Linked DNA regions of Danio rerio: region 2 is linked to region 1. A link is a contact called in public HiCAR-type data. All regions are on one chromosome and are shown on one strand. The core of a region is the stretch at or near the end of the contact, and the rest is flanking DNA. Distances in the headings are between cores, read along the strand shown. Region 1 holds the start of gpr82 (G protein-coupled receptor 82). Region 2 holds the start of caska (calcium/calmodulin-dependent serine protein kinase a).

Region 1 (7,099 bases), core at 1,096-3,595:
CAACAGGAAAAAGACAAAGAACAGAGAAACGGCCACTAAAGCGAAAATGTGAGATCCTTTCCCACCAACTTCCACTGCTACACCGTAGCACTCTTCATCTCCATCGCCATCTTCTACACTTCTAACCTCCCTGACTGAGTACAGCACCACAAAGGATGTGACGGCTATACCAACTATAGCCCAGGTGACCACACACAGCGCGTTAGCCAGTTTTGCATGACGTTTTCGAGAAAGGAAGGCTCTGGGTAGAACTTTAAGCCAACGGCTTGGGCGGTCAGCATGGGAGTGTTGAATCAGTGAAGCAAAGCGACTGAGTGCTACCCAGCTCAATATCATCACACCAATGCAGATGTTGATGTGAATGACCGGAGTTAAAATGTTGATCGCTATTTTGCACATTGTGTTGTTTTGGTGCCACATGGTCCCAAGTGAGTAGTACGCGGCCTGAAAAGGCATGGTGAGACAGAGCAACAGGTTGGAGATCCCGAGGTTAATCAGATAGATGTGGGTGGGTGTTTTGACTGGGATCTTGCACATAAACACCCATAGAGAAATAAGATTCCCCGGCACGCCAGTAACAGACATGGTTGTGTAGATAATAGGGAGAACTACTCTTGTAGTGCACGTTTGGCACAGGTTAGAAATGTTATGTTCAGCATCTGAACTGTTTGCCATCAAGCTCTCGGAGAAGGGAAATTCTCAACAGCTGAAAAACATAGTGAAAATGTTATTCTTAAGTGGAAGTGTTGTTTTATAACACAATATTAATTTTTTTTTTTTTTTTGTGAAAGTTTTTTTGAACTCCTTGACCAAAGTTTTTCATTTTATTTATTTTCTTATCATATTTATTTTTGTATTGTCAGGTTTATGTTTAGGAGATACATATTTTTTTTAAATAAACAAAGAAAGATGTGCGAGTTGCAAAAAACACTACATAAAATAATGTCTTGGTGTATGTGCAAAATTAAGTGGACCCTATGCTGTCTTGTACAAGTGGGTAACAGATTCAGTTATCAAGAAGCACCCAACTGAACATAAAACCTGGGCCAAACGTCCATGCTTCTAAAATCAATGGTCTATGCTTTGTCCAAATATTTTCTGACAGAGTTGAAATATGAGCTTAGCTCTTTCTTTTTCTTCTTCTCTTCAAACAAATTCAACTGCTAAACATACATTTTACATTTGATATATATATATATATATATATATATATATATATATATATATATATATATATATATATATATATATATATATATATATATATATATATATATATATATATATATATGAATACTAGTTATCAGAACAGCAGAATTGTTAGTTCTGTTAGTAGTTTAAATTGGTAAGCTGTGCTTCCTCTGACATACAGTTGCAGAACTAACCTTTAATTTCACTTGCATTCCTGTAAATATTCTACATAATTGCAGAAGTTCATAAACCACTTTCAGTGTCATCTTTTTTTTTTGTAGATACAGTGCTCAGCATATACAAGTACACCGCTCACAAATCTCTTTCAAATTCATATTTTAATAGGAAGCTGAACAATATTATAGTTGTGTTTATACATTAGTTTATTCAGTACTGCAGCCAAATTTGGAGCTTATCTAACAAAAAAACTTACAATAACGGTCCAAAAACTAGTACACCCAAATTTATATGCTATAGAAAAATATAAAATGCAAATGTAAAAAAGATCGAAAATTAAGAGACGAACAATTTTAGTTGAAATTTTGTAGGTTGTAATTTTTTATATATTTTTATTATTTTAATTGAATTTAATTGTATTATCTTTTAATTTCTAAAAATGTTTGCTGACTAAAATATAATTTTAATAAATATATCTGTAAATATTTTATATATAAATATAAAATGTGTGTATGTGTATATATATATATATATATATATATATATATATATATATATATATATATATATATATATATATATACATATACACATACATACACACACACACACACACACACACACACACAAATTATTTTACTTTAAAGTATTGGCTAATGCCATAATGAACATTAAAGAGACTTAAATTAGTCATGTTAAATATTCCTCACTGCTTGTTTGAAATAACTTTTTTTTATTAATGAAAGGAAATATTTAAAACATATTTCAGTAACATATTTCAAATACTATAAAACATTAACAATAAATCACTTGTTTGTGTACAAGATTGGAGTAGATAATCCATACTAGAAGTAACTAATGCACTTACCTCACTAAATGGAGTCACTGATGTGTGCAACAGGCATCTGTGAGCTGTTTTGTTTTGGACCACCTCCCCTATACTGGTTGTTCTAGGAAGTGATGTGAGCATGAATGATATATGCTCAGTTCTCTTTTGCATGATTTCTTTCACAGATATGCTTACCTTTGCGAGTAGAACTTAAAAATGAGATTCTCTGTGAGGCTTGGCTTCCCAAAGTAGCTCATAAATGTTGTCTTTTTATTGAATTGTTAAATGAGTGGTTTAACCAGGCAAGGAATACATTGTTTGCCTGCAAAATGTAATACTCTAAACTAATTAATATAGAGTCAAATGAATTTTAACACAAAAATACTGAAAAAAAAGTTAATTTAGTAAGTTTGAATACAGAAAATGGCACTGTGCCGTATTAAACAAGGACTGTTTTAGTAGATAGCTTAAAAAGGTTCTTCGCATGACCTCTTGTGGTTAAATAGACACATTGCATTTTAAAGGCCATTCAAAATAAAGGCTTAAATAAAATTGATTAGTTTTTGTATTTATAGAACCTGCGTGCATCACATGATAACAAAATTAGATTCATAATATACAGTAGTACAAAAATATTGTTACAAATTCTTACTAATACAGTAGCTGGATTACTTCCACATGAAAACAAATATGTCACTCCACAACAGAAAAGGTTCGTTGTAGTATACAGCCTGAGTGTAGTAGTATGCTCAAAACTACTAGATGCCACTTTTAAAAAAAAGCATGGTGGTATATCATATAACTTTGCCACAAATTCTGCCTCTATCCACAATCATACTGATGATTGTGACGGCACATTGCTAACCCAGAGGTTAGCGGGTTTCACAGCTTGCAGATAGTTTTTAACAGGAAGCGTGATCGTTGCAAACTTTTTTTTCTCTTTAATTCCTCAAGGCGGTTTTAGTTGGTGGTTTAATTCAGCTTCATTTTTCTTGTCTTCCGATACCTGCACAGTATGCATCTGATGTGTGTCCAAGCTTTTCGAGATTTCAGGTTTGGGTTTAGGCCTGGTGTTGCGATTGACCCGACAGCAGCGCAAACGAAAAACCAGCTGGAGGAGGGGATGCAGACAACAGCTGAGAGCTGCAATGAATATGGTGCCCATTTTTATCCTGAACTCTTCCTGGCAGTTTTCATGCTGCGATGTTATTAAAATGATCCTTTGCACATGATAGGGCAAGAAGCAGAGTACAAACATTATGACTGAAGCCAAGATCTTCCTGCGAACCTTTAGACCTCCTCCAGGTCCAAATCCAGCACCGACTAAACTTCCTACCCTCACCTTCTGCAGATGGAAGATCAGCCGGCTGTAGCTGACCAACATCAAACACAAAATGAAGAAGAACGTTGACACGCCTAAGCAGTGGATAGTTTGGAATTTATTTTGATAGCGAATATAACTGTTGCCAACTTGGTCAAAGCAACTTCCGTTGATTTGTAAGCTCAGTTTAAGGCCCATGCACGTGCCGACGACTATGAAGATCACCAGCCAGGTAGAAAAGCAAAGGATCCAACAAGACTGGGTGTGTTTGAACACCTGAAACAATGAGTGGCTTGGTTTTACCACCGTTGTATAACGGTTGATGCTGGTCCATAAAAGAAAGCACATGTTGCAATAGAGGTTAATGTAGAAGCAAGAGTAAATAATCAGCTCTACTGCATTGCAAACTGGAGTTCCGGATAGCCACTCAGTGTTCTTCCTGTGGTAAACTGTTCTGAAGAAAAAACTGCAGCACATCAGCAGGTCTGAGAAGATTATGTTGAGAGTGAAGATGACAGTGGGCGTCCTTTCTGATCTCCAGAGATTCACCAACACCAGTCCATTGGCTGGAAGGCCCAGGAGAGCCAAAGAGAGATAGAGCCAGGGCAAAATGGCTGCATGGCTTTCTTCAGGTTGTATTTTGCAGATGCTACAGAAATAGAGAAGGAAGTGAAAACTGAGAACTTAGATTCTCTTGTCTGTATTGAAATGAGCAAGTGGTCATTGTGCTAAATCCAGTCTCAATTTACCTTTACTTGGCTTATTTAATAAATATATTCAGGAAATAATTTGGCTAAATAGTACAGCTTTCATGATTCAAAGATGAATTTTCTACAGAAGTAGAGAAGGAAATGAAAACTGAGAACTTAGATTCTCTTGTTTGTATTGAAATGAGCAAGTGGTCATTGTATTAAATCCAGTCTTAATTTACCTTTAATTGGCTTGTTTGGTAAATATAACTAAGAAATAATTTGGCTAAATATTACAGTTTTCATGATTTTCCTGCATCATCACTTCAGTCTTCATATCACATTGTTCTTTAGAAATCTTTTGATTTGCTGCTTAATAGAAATTTTTCATTGTCATTCTTATGGAATGATTTTTGCAGCTAGATAAGATTGAGATCCACTAACGATCAAAGTTCAAATCAAAAGATTCAAGTAAATTGATTAAAATCAACATGTACTGTGTAGGACTGTGTGATTAATCAAAATCGAATTGAAACGTTACGATTAGCTAATCGCAAGAGGCTGCAATATGAAATAAATATTTATTATTTAATTTCCCCCACCCAGAGCAAATGTGTGACTGCCGTCTGTGTCTGATAGTCTTACTAGCCAATTGACTGAGTACACTTTTGTTCTGCCCAATCAGAATTGTGCAACCAAACTATGCGGTACTCCCGCAATAAAACAAACAAACAGACAAGTGGGATCATAGAGACTGCCGTTTTAAAAGCATTACTAGATGAATTTATATTTAAAAAAAAAAAAAACAGCATGACGGTAATATGGGAATATTTTGGTTTCAGTCACAGACACCAAACACAACCAGTTAATTTGTTAGAGCTGTCGCAGAATTGTTGCCACAACACGAGGGAACACAACAACCAGCACCTATAAATGCACCAGATGGCTATATGAGGCATCTTGCTTAAGTCAACTAAAAGTATTGCAAGTGAGACACTCAATCTTGTAGCTACAGCTAAGTACAAAGAGTTGAAAGAACATATGAAGAAATATCACGAAGGCACCAGGAGATAACTAACGCCATAACTTGCTACTCTTTGCTTTAGAGAAAAATTTGTATTTAATTTTAGAATATTTATAAACAAATTTGAATAAAAGTTGGAGTTGGTTAATATCTTTTTTACTTTCCTTTTTAATTAACACTGAATTTTAGCTGTAAGAAGCTACGATACAGAATATTGAGCTGAAGCTTGACTACAAAATTAAATTGGAAATCAAATCACATTGTCTGTTAAAAAAATCGCAATTAGCGCACTGCTCTAGTACTGTGTGTAATATGTACATGAATACACTACATATACAGTAGAAGCCATAATTATTAACCCCCTGTTTATTTTTTCCCCAATTTATGTTTAACAGAGAGATTTTTTTTCAATACATTTCTAAACATAATAGTTTTAATAGCTCATTTATAATAACTGATTTATTTTATCTTTGCCATGATGACAGTAAATAATATTTGACTAGATATTTTTCAAGACACTTTTATACAGCTTAAAGTGACATTTAAAGGCTTAACTAGGTTAAATAGATTAACTACGCATGTTAGGGTAATTAAACAAGGTATTGTATAATGATGGTTTGTTCTGTAGACTATCGAAAAAATATATAGCTTTAATGGGCTAATAATTTTGTTCTTAAAATAGTTCTTAAAAACTTTAAAACAAGTAAGACTTTCTCCAGAAGAAAAAATATTATCAGACATACTGTGATTTCCTTGCTCTGTTAAGCATCGTTTTGGGGTATATTTTAAAAAAGAAAAATAAATTCAAAGGGGGGCTAATAATTCTGAATTCAACTGTACATATCCAACCATATGCATACGTTTCTGAACAGTCATCTTTATAAATCTTGGTTAAAAGCATTGCAAAAAATGTTGGAAAGATTGCAAGAATAAAAAGATTTAAATTCTAAGAAAAAGATAAGAAACACTTGCTGATGTTGTGTGTTGCACCTCATGATTAATGCAAGGAAATGCAGCCAATTTCAAATCTGTTTTTGTCATGATATTTTGGTACTTCCTGAGATAATGTTACGTCGTTTACCCAGACTTAAGCTAAATGTTGTAAAAACATACAGTAGCACAGGTACATGCAAAACAACATTTAGCAAAACAACATGCAAAACAACTTTTGCTCAATGTGTACACGGGCAAGTTTATGCACACAAATGAGTTGACGTGATTAATGAATTTTTATTTTTTTTTACTTCTAGTGATCAATATTATAACTCCAAATTATTTCAACCGCTGACCTACCTGTTTTTCAGCTTATGTGAAAGATTGGAATTTGGAATTTTGGGTTTAGAATACACCCATGAAACTACCATAAGAAACCACAACCTACATGCAAACATGCATTGAAAGATCATTTGAATTGATTATGGATAAGAGTTTTAACCTCTTTACTGACAAAGTAAAATATGCAAATCAGCCTACCTTTGATTGGTGCCTGAATCATTGGCTCCTAAAAAATGATTTGGAGCAGCATCTTGATTAGACATTTCTTCACACCTTGTGGTCCGGTACTCGTGTTTGTAACACTTTTCTTGTAGAATCTTCAGCTGTTTGTAGGAGTGGCGCACTCTTCAAATGTGCTTTACTAAGGACTGCTTCTGTTAACCACATCCTGAAAACAGATCATTCATAATGGCACAGTTTGTACCAAAGTCAAGAGCTTTCATTTTTGTTCACATGTCATAATTGTACAATTTTTCATCTAACTTTAGTAATAATAACACTATTTTACAAAAAGCAGAGGTGGTGGAGGATTCAAAATCTATACTCAAGGAAATTTGTATCCAAGTAAATAATATTAAAAGTTACTTGAGTAA
Region 2 (7,185 bases), core at 168-2,667, 180 kb before region 1:
CAACTCAATGTATTTAGGCGTGTAGACATGGTCAAGACGATCTGCTGCAGTTTAAACCGAGCATCAGAATTGGGAAGAAAGGCGATTTATGTGACTTTGAACGTGACATATTTGTTGGTGCGAGACGGGCTGGTCTGAGGAGAATGACCGAATTCGATACAACCGAAGTATGCAGAAAACTACCTCTGAAAGCACAACACATATAACGTTGAGGCGGATGGGTTACAGCAGCAGAAAACCACACTGAGTACCACTCCTATCAACTAAGAACAGGAAACTGAGGCTACAATTCACACAGGCTCACTGAAATTGGACAATAGAAGATTGGAAAAGCGTTGCCTGGTCTGATGAGTCTCGATTTCTGCTGCAACGGTTCAGGCTGGTGGTTGTGGTGTAATGGTGTGGGGGATATTTTCTTGGCACACTTTGTGCCCATTAGTACCAATTGAGCATTGTGTCAACGCCACAGCCTACCCGATTATTGTTGCTGACCATGTCCATCCCTTCATGACCACAGTGTACCCATCTTCTGATGGCTATTACTAGCAGGATAGCACGGCATGTCATAAAGCGTAAATCACTCAAACTGGTTTTTTGAACATGACAATGAGTTCACTGTTCTCAAGTGATTTCCACAGTCACCAGAACTCAATCCAATAGAGCACCTTGGGGATGTGGTGGAACGGGAGATTCACATCATAGATGTGCAACTAACAAATCTGCAGCAACTACGTGATGATATCATGTCAATATTGAGCTAAATCTCTGAAGAATATTTCCAGTACCTTGTTGAGTCGATGCCACAATGGATTAAGGCAATTCTGAAGGCAAAAGCGGCTCCAACATGGTACTAGTAAGGTATACCTAATAAAGTGGCCTGTTAGTGTATATTTATTATAGCTACTCTTAAAGATATCTCGTATAGACTCATATTAAATACATCATATTATGGCGTATTATTGTGGAAATGAATGTTCACCTATGATGTTGTCTGCTTTATTATACAGTATGTGTATGTATTGCCAATAATTATGTGCAATAATGTTTTATTCCCCAAACCACTTTTCAAATATTTTTTTATTATTATTACATAAACACATGTCTACAAAAACATATAGTCAAGCTAGTAAGTCAACTAAAGATTTTCAAGCGCAGTTCAATACGCTTTTTATCTAGGTAAACTGTCGCTTCAGCCAACAAACTCTGAGACGCCTGGTCGTCATTTTGGCTCAACCGCACGTGCCAGTCTATGCGGGAATTCCGGAATACGAAAGTCCTGTCGGAGCCATTATGGCGTAAGGCAATCCAGTTTCATAAGCGCGAGTGGGAGGAGTTTGGGTTTTCTGGAAGCTGGGAGCAGCAGCGCTGGAGTTATGAGGGGGAACTAGAGCAACGGCGGCGAGCAGGGACAGTCAGCGTGAGCGCGCACAGGGAAAAGCCGAAGCCGCGCGTGGCTAGAATGAGTGGAATCAACTGAACTGCGCACTTTAACAACAGCTTGCGTTTGAACACACAAACAAACCGCGTGCACGTCTTCTCCCCCGGCTCGAGTTAGTTAGTTTAGCGTCTAAACGACTTAACCCACTTGGTTCCGTGACTTCGGCAGCGATTATCGTGGAGTTGTTTTTAACGTTTGAATTACCTCAGCCTCGAGTGGCGGGATTAAGGGGGCCGAGAGAGAGGGAGGAGAAGGTGGGGCAGGGTGAGTCAAACGGACCGAGCGCTCACTACTGTCCGCTCGCTTCCACCAAACCACCAAAGGATAATTTTTCCCACCCAAAACCGACAGGAATCAACCATTCGCCGTTCATCGGAATTTGGAGAGCGATACAATCGGCTGTCAGCGTTTCTTTCGCGGCGCTCATTCCAGGTACTCTGAAGTGTCTGCTCGGTAATCCTCTGATATTTACCATTTGGACGGATTTTGGAGGGGGAGTGTAAATTCCCCGCTCTTGTTGGACCATGGCCGACGACGACGTGCTCTTTGAAGATGTTTACGAGCTGTGTGAGGTCATTGGCAAGTAAGTCTCACTTTGATAATGACACACGGGTGAATGTCCATCTGTGACTCGAGCTGCGCCTTTTGCGTTGTGTGTGTGTGTTTGTCTGCCAGACGAGTGTTGTCATTGCGTGAAATTCAGACTGTTGTGCTGCAGTGCTGTGCTGTTGAACACATGATAGTTAGATTCAGTCGTAACTCTTTACAAACTGCATGTTGTCTGAGGCTGGAGCAATGAGGAATGGGAGTGGCGAGTGTGAGAGATGAGAGAAGTGTACTTTGAGCGTTCGTGCAGGTAACGTTAGATGCCATCCACTACTATTGTTTTTGCATAGCTTCCTCTACTGCTGTCAGCGTTGATGTTTCTGCAAATGATTGTGTTTTGGTGGATAAACCAATTTCGTGTCACCTGGCTTTCATGTGTTATCTAGAAATGTCAGGTTTGTGCTTGCAGTCTTGTTCGTTTGTAGTTGTTACTGGTATTGACCACTATACCTGTACTTTACGTGTGCTGAGAGTTCTAGCCATTATAATATTGAGGTAAAGTGGGTTTCATATTCACATATCTGTTTATTTTAATGGTCATTGTATTGTTTACCACGCTACTTTGAATATTTGCTCTGAAATCGCATTTAAGTATCACCACACAACAACATCAGCACTGTTTAATTGACTGAACAATGTTGTACTTCAGTCATTGGCTGCTAATATGATTTCACTATTCAGAATTTGCTAATATTTTTCTGAAATTATATTATTAAGGACAAAGTCTGAATATGTAAATATTTGGAATATAAAGCAAACTTTACCTTAGTATTATAAATAGTTGTTTGATGTGAGTATAACATAATAAATGCCTTAAATGCAATGCATTATTAGTATTATGTATGTGTATGTGTGTTTATAATATTCAATGTAATTGCTATTTAATAATTTGTGTATTTTATTTACTTTTTTAATGTTGTATTTATGTTGTAAAACGCATTACAAAAATATACAAAAATGACAACATAAACATTTAACAATAAGCAAATACACTGAAGAATATTTTTAACAAAATAAATAAATGAATAATAAAAAAAAAAACACTAGTTCAATCTTACATACAGAAAATACAGGTCTACAATTTGCTGACCACAACTAGTATCCAGTACCAAGCTGGGAGTTGGGGGTGGGGACTCAATCAGAAGGGGCAGGGTTAAGCTGAAAAGTTTGGACATGTTTGCGAAGGGGTTCTCACAGTTTACTGAAAATTGTGCTAGATTGATGAAGAGAGTACCTATTTTTTTCATTTATTTTCTTTTCGGCTTAGTACCTTCATTATTCTGGGGTCGCCACAGAGAAATGAACTTATCCAGCATGTGTTTCACACAGCGGATGCCCATGCCCTTTTAGCTGCAACCCAACACTGGGAAACACCTATACACACTTTCACACATACAGGGAGAACATGCAAACTCCACACAGGTATGCCAACTGATCGAGCCGGGGGTCAAACCAGCAATCTTCTTGCTGTGTGGCTGTTGTGCTACCTACTGCACCACCATAGCGCCATTTTCTCATTTTCTTTACTTTTTACATATTTTTATAGATGCAGACTTAAATATGAGAATTTGTTTTTCATTATTGCTGTGAAATGTGATATTTGACAGTTAAAACTTTGCTTTTATTTGGATTTTTTTCACATTCACACTGTAGCCTTGAAAGCCAGAGTGTAATATAATATAAAATAGTGTAATGTAATTAGGGCAGCATGATATTGAACAAATCTGTCATTTCGATATTTTGTTTTGCTGCGATATGAATACAGTTTCACGAGATGGCTTGAATAGCTCTATTTGTGTAAACAAAATAAAATAAATGAATTATTGATTGGTTGATTTTGGATGCCTGTGAATCATGTATTAAATTGCAAGAATAATTACAATAGAGTAAAGAAAAAATTTAAATAAACAGTTATTTATGGTTTTCCGGAGTGTCAAACAGTATTCAGATACAGACATTTAATAATATAATGTCAAATATTACTGTATAGTCTTTATTATATTTATAAATCAGTAAAATTTATCTTCAGTAAAGTTACAAATGTTAATGATAGTCACAATCCATTATGCTTATTAATTGAAATGACTCCTCAAATCTCATGCATTTTCAATGGTTGATCAACTATAATATGCAAATTAACATTGCAGATCCTGCGATGTGACTATTGGGGACACACATTGCGCTATTGATGCTGAAATGATATATTGTGCAGCTCTGAATGTAATATCTTAAAACTTTGTGTTTTTGTACATTTTATAATAAAATATAAATATTAGACTACATTGAAGCGTCACATTCTTGCAACAGTAGTAAAGTTGTAGACTGGCTTAAAGTAATAAGCGTTGAACCTTTTAGGGAATTAAGTTATAAAGATCTAAAACAATAAAGATTAAAGATGTTTCTGATTTAATGGTTTGTCGAGCCACACTACGAGTTTGGTGACTATTTGCTCTGATGAAGGGCACAGCCTTGCATGTATCAGCAGGTCTAGAGCTTTTCCTATTAAACTGAAACGAAGTACCATTTTTAGATTGTAGTCCTACTGAATGGAACATTCACATATTGTTTTTACTGTTATTGTTATGAGACAATCTGGTGTATTTGTATTATGTAAGCAGGTTATCTCCAGCTGTTATTGATGTGCAATTGCTTGCTTGAGTTTCAGTGTGGTGCATGTAAATTTGAAATGCCATGTAATTAGAGCTCTCAACATGGTACTCTGGGATTTCAGAGTTTGTAATTAAAAGCAGTTCTGTGCGTGTAACTGTCTCATAATAACAAAACAACATATAGTTAGGATGCATACGATGGCGGATTTTCTTAAACAGCTATGTTTAGGCATGTTTAAATGTATGGGTGAAAATTTAGCCAACAAAAATAAAGCAATGGAAAAACTGGAAAACCCTGTTGATGCCGTTTCCATTAGATCTTTGTCGTACAATGATTTATGTAGTAACCCTATGATTTGTACAACACAGGATGGATTTGTGAAATCCTGGAATAAAAACAGAATTAGCAGTTTAATGCAGAATGTTATGGAATTTAGGATATATTGAATGCATAAATCAGAAATGTTATTGCAATGTGGACTGTAGTGTCTGTAAATATTCATTCATTTTCTTTTCGGCTTAGTCCCTTTATTAACCTGGGGTCGCCACAGCGAACCACCAGTTTATCCAGCATATGTTTTACACAGCGGATGGCCTTCCAGCTGCAACAAATCACTGGGAAACACCCACTCTCATTCATACTCATACACTACAGACAATTTAGCTTACCCAATTCACCTGTACCGCATGTCTTTGGACTGTGGAGGAAACCGGAGCACCTGGAGGAAACCTATGCGAACATGGGGAGCGCATGCAAACTCTACATAGAAATGCCAACTGACCCAGCCGTGGCTCGAACCAGCGACCTTCCTGCTGTGAGGCGATCGTCGTACCCACTGCTCCACAGCGCCGCTCCATCTGTAAATATTAATCTAGTAAAAAACATTTTGAAATAATGAAGTCTGCATGTTTTGTGTGCAGTAATTGTGCAGTTATATCTCATACTCAAGCATGTGATGCCTGTGTTGTTGTTTTTTTTTAGCATCTGCCGTATCACTTTGAGTGAATGAAAACATCAGCCTCATCTTCAGACCTGCCGAGAGATTCACTCACAAGCATTTTCTGTTTTATGTGAGAAAACTACAGAAACTCCCAGTGTCTTCACAACAACCTGTGGAATCTACTTGAAGAATGTTTTTGTTGTACAGTAGTCCCTTGCTATAATGTGATTCTCCTTCCGCAGTTTTGCAGATTCGCAGATTTGCAGTTTGCAATTAAACATGCTGGGTTTTTTTGGTTTTTTTAAGCGTATTGTGTTCTGCGTCCTGATTGGCTGTAGACCATTGTCAATCAATCTTCTCCATGCTGTGTTTCCTGTACAGTACAGAACACGTTTAGCTTTCCAAAGTTACATAAACCTTCAAAGGCTAGCAATGTGACTGAAGTGCTGTACTGTATGTTCACAAGTTTTCTCGCCAACAAACCCCATATTGTTGACAACTGCACTGTCAAAGGCACGGTAGCAGGCTATTTTTAGAACGTAACCCCTCAATTAACGAGGGACCACTGTACAGTAAAAGTGATGATAAAATAATATAATACAATTATTTTATTATCAGAAATAAAAGGAAAGATGATAAAAAAGTGTAATGTATTTCAAAGGCCTCCTTCAAAGGAGTTCGGGGAAAAAAAACTTGAAATTCTTAATGAGTTTACTAGATAGTCATACGTCTGTGAATAGTTTTGACCTACTGTACTAGGGCTGCACAATGTATTGTTTCAACATCGAAATCGCAATGTTGACCAGGAACCACAGCTGATTGTGTTTGTGTTATTAAAGCCTGTGGTTGTGTAAGCGTTTAAAACATTCATGCACAAGAGATTATAATGTTTTTAACAAAGATTGATTGTATGCAAGTATAATTACACGCAATGAAAACTACACTATTATTTTAAATATAATTACTCAATTTGTGTACCTTTAATACTGCTATAGACTCCCAGGAAAAAAAAAAAAAAAAAAGAGTTGTTTTATTCCACCTACAATATATCTTTGCTCTGCTGTAAAATACTTTTGATTGGTTTATTATATTTAATGCAGATGCACTGTACTAAATCATAATAATCAAATGTAAAATTGTGTAAATTCTTTCTAAATAGAGCTATTAATTTTATTCGGTAACATTATTTACAATATCGCAGTATGTATCGCAGAAAAATAATATGTCAGTTTTTTCCAATAGCATGCAGTCCTATACAGTACTGTAAGTTTTGTTTACAGGGCCTTTATTTTCTTCCATGGTGGACTGGCTTATTTTATTACAAAATGATGCACATACTGTTGCGCACACACACATAAACCTATTTGTCTGTTTGTGTGGCTTGTCGCTGTGTGAGTGATCCGCTTTCTTGTTTCGTGCCCACCCTGAGGCTTCATGCTGGTGTTTGGAGGTAAAAAGAAAAGAGGATGCTGTCCATTAAGCAGATACACTCCCACTGACACCACTTCTCTCCCTAGGCCAACTTCTGTGAGCTCAATAGAGATGATGTGGGGGAGTGGGTGGATGTGCGCGTGTGTGAGCTGTTTATGTC

The links. HiCAR-type assays count read pairs that join an accessible place to other places.
Region 2: a contact with region 1 is called in a HiCAR-type map of caudal fin, with 13 times the contacts expected there. The contact joins the promoter of caska here to the promoter of gpr82 in region 1. A contact is called at or near these places in 1 of 18 Hi-C or Micro-C datasets (caudal fin) and 1 of 4 datasets of contacts at active chromatin or transcription factors (caudal fin).

What each region holds. Positions count from the first base shown.
Region 1 is chr9:35,113,027-35,120,125 of GRCz12tu, reverse strand. It overlaps gpr82 (G protein-coupled receptor 82), which reads right to left and starts at 2,345. Exons shown (of 2, transcript XM_073912892.1): 1 at 2,237-2,345; 2 at 1-706. The coding sequence starts at 675. The region is part of intron 5 of caska (calcium/calmodulin-dependent serine protein kinase a); the gene reads left to right. si:dkey-216e24.9 reads right to left here. Exons shown (of 4, transcript XM_017357833.4): 3 at 6,705-6,894; 4 at 2,447-4,167. The coding sequence starts at 6,769. The coding sequence ends at 3,147.
Region 2 is chr9:35,293,616-35,300,800 of GRCz12tu, reverse strand. It overlaps caska (calcium/calmodulin-dependent serine protein kinase a), which reads left to right and starts at 1,417. Exons shown (of 26, transcript NM_001423569.1): 1 at 1,417-2,021. The coding sequence starts at 1,963.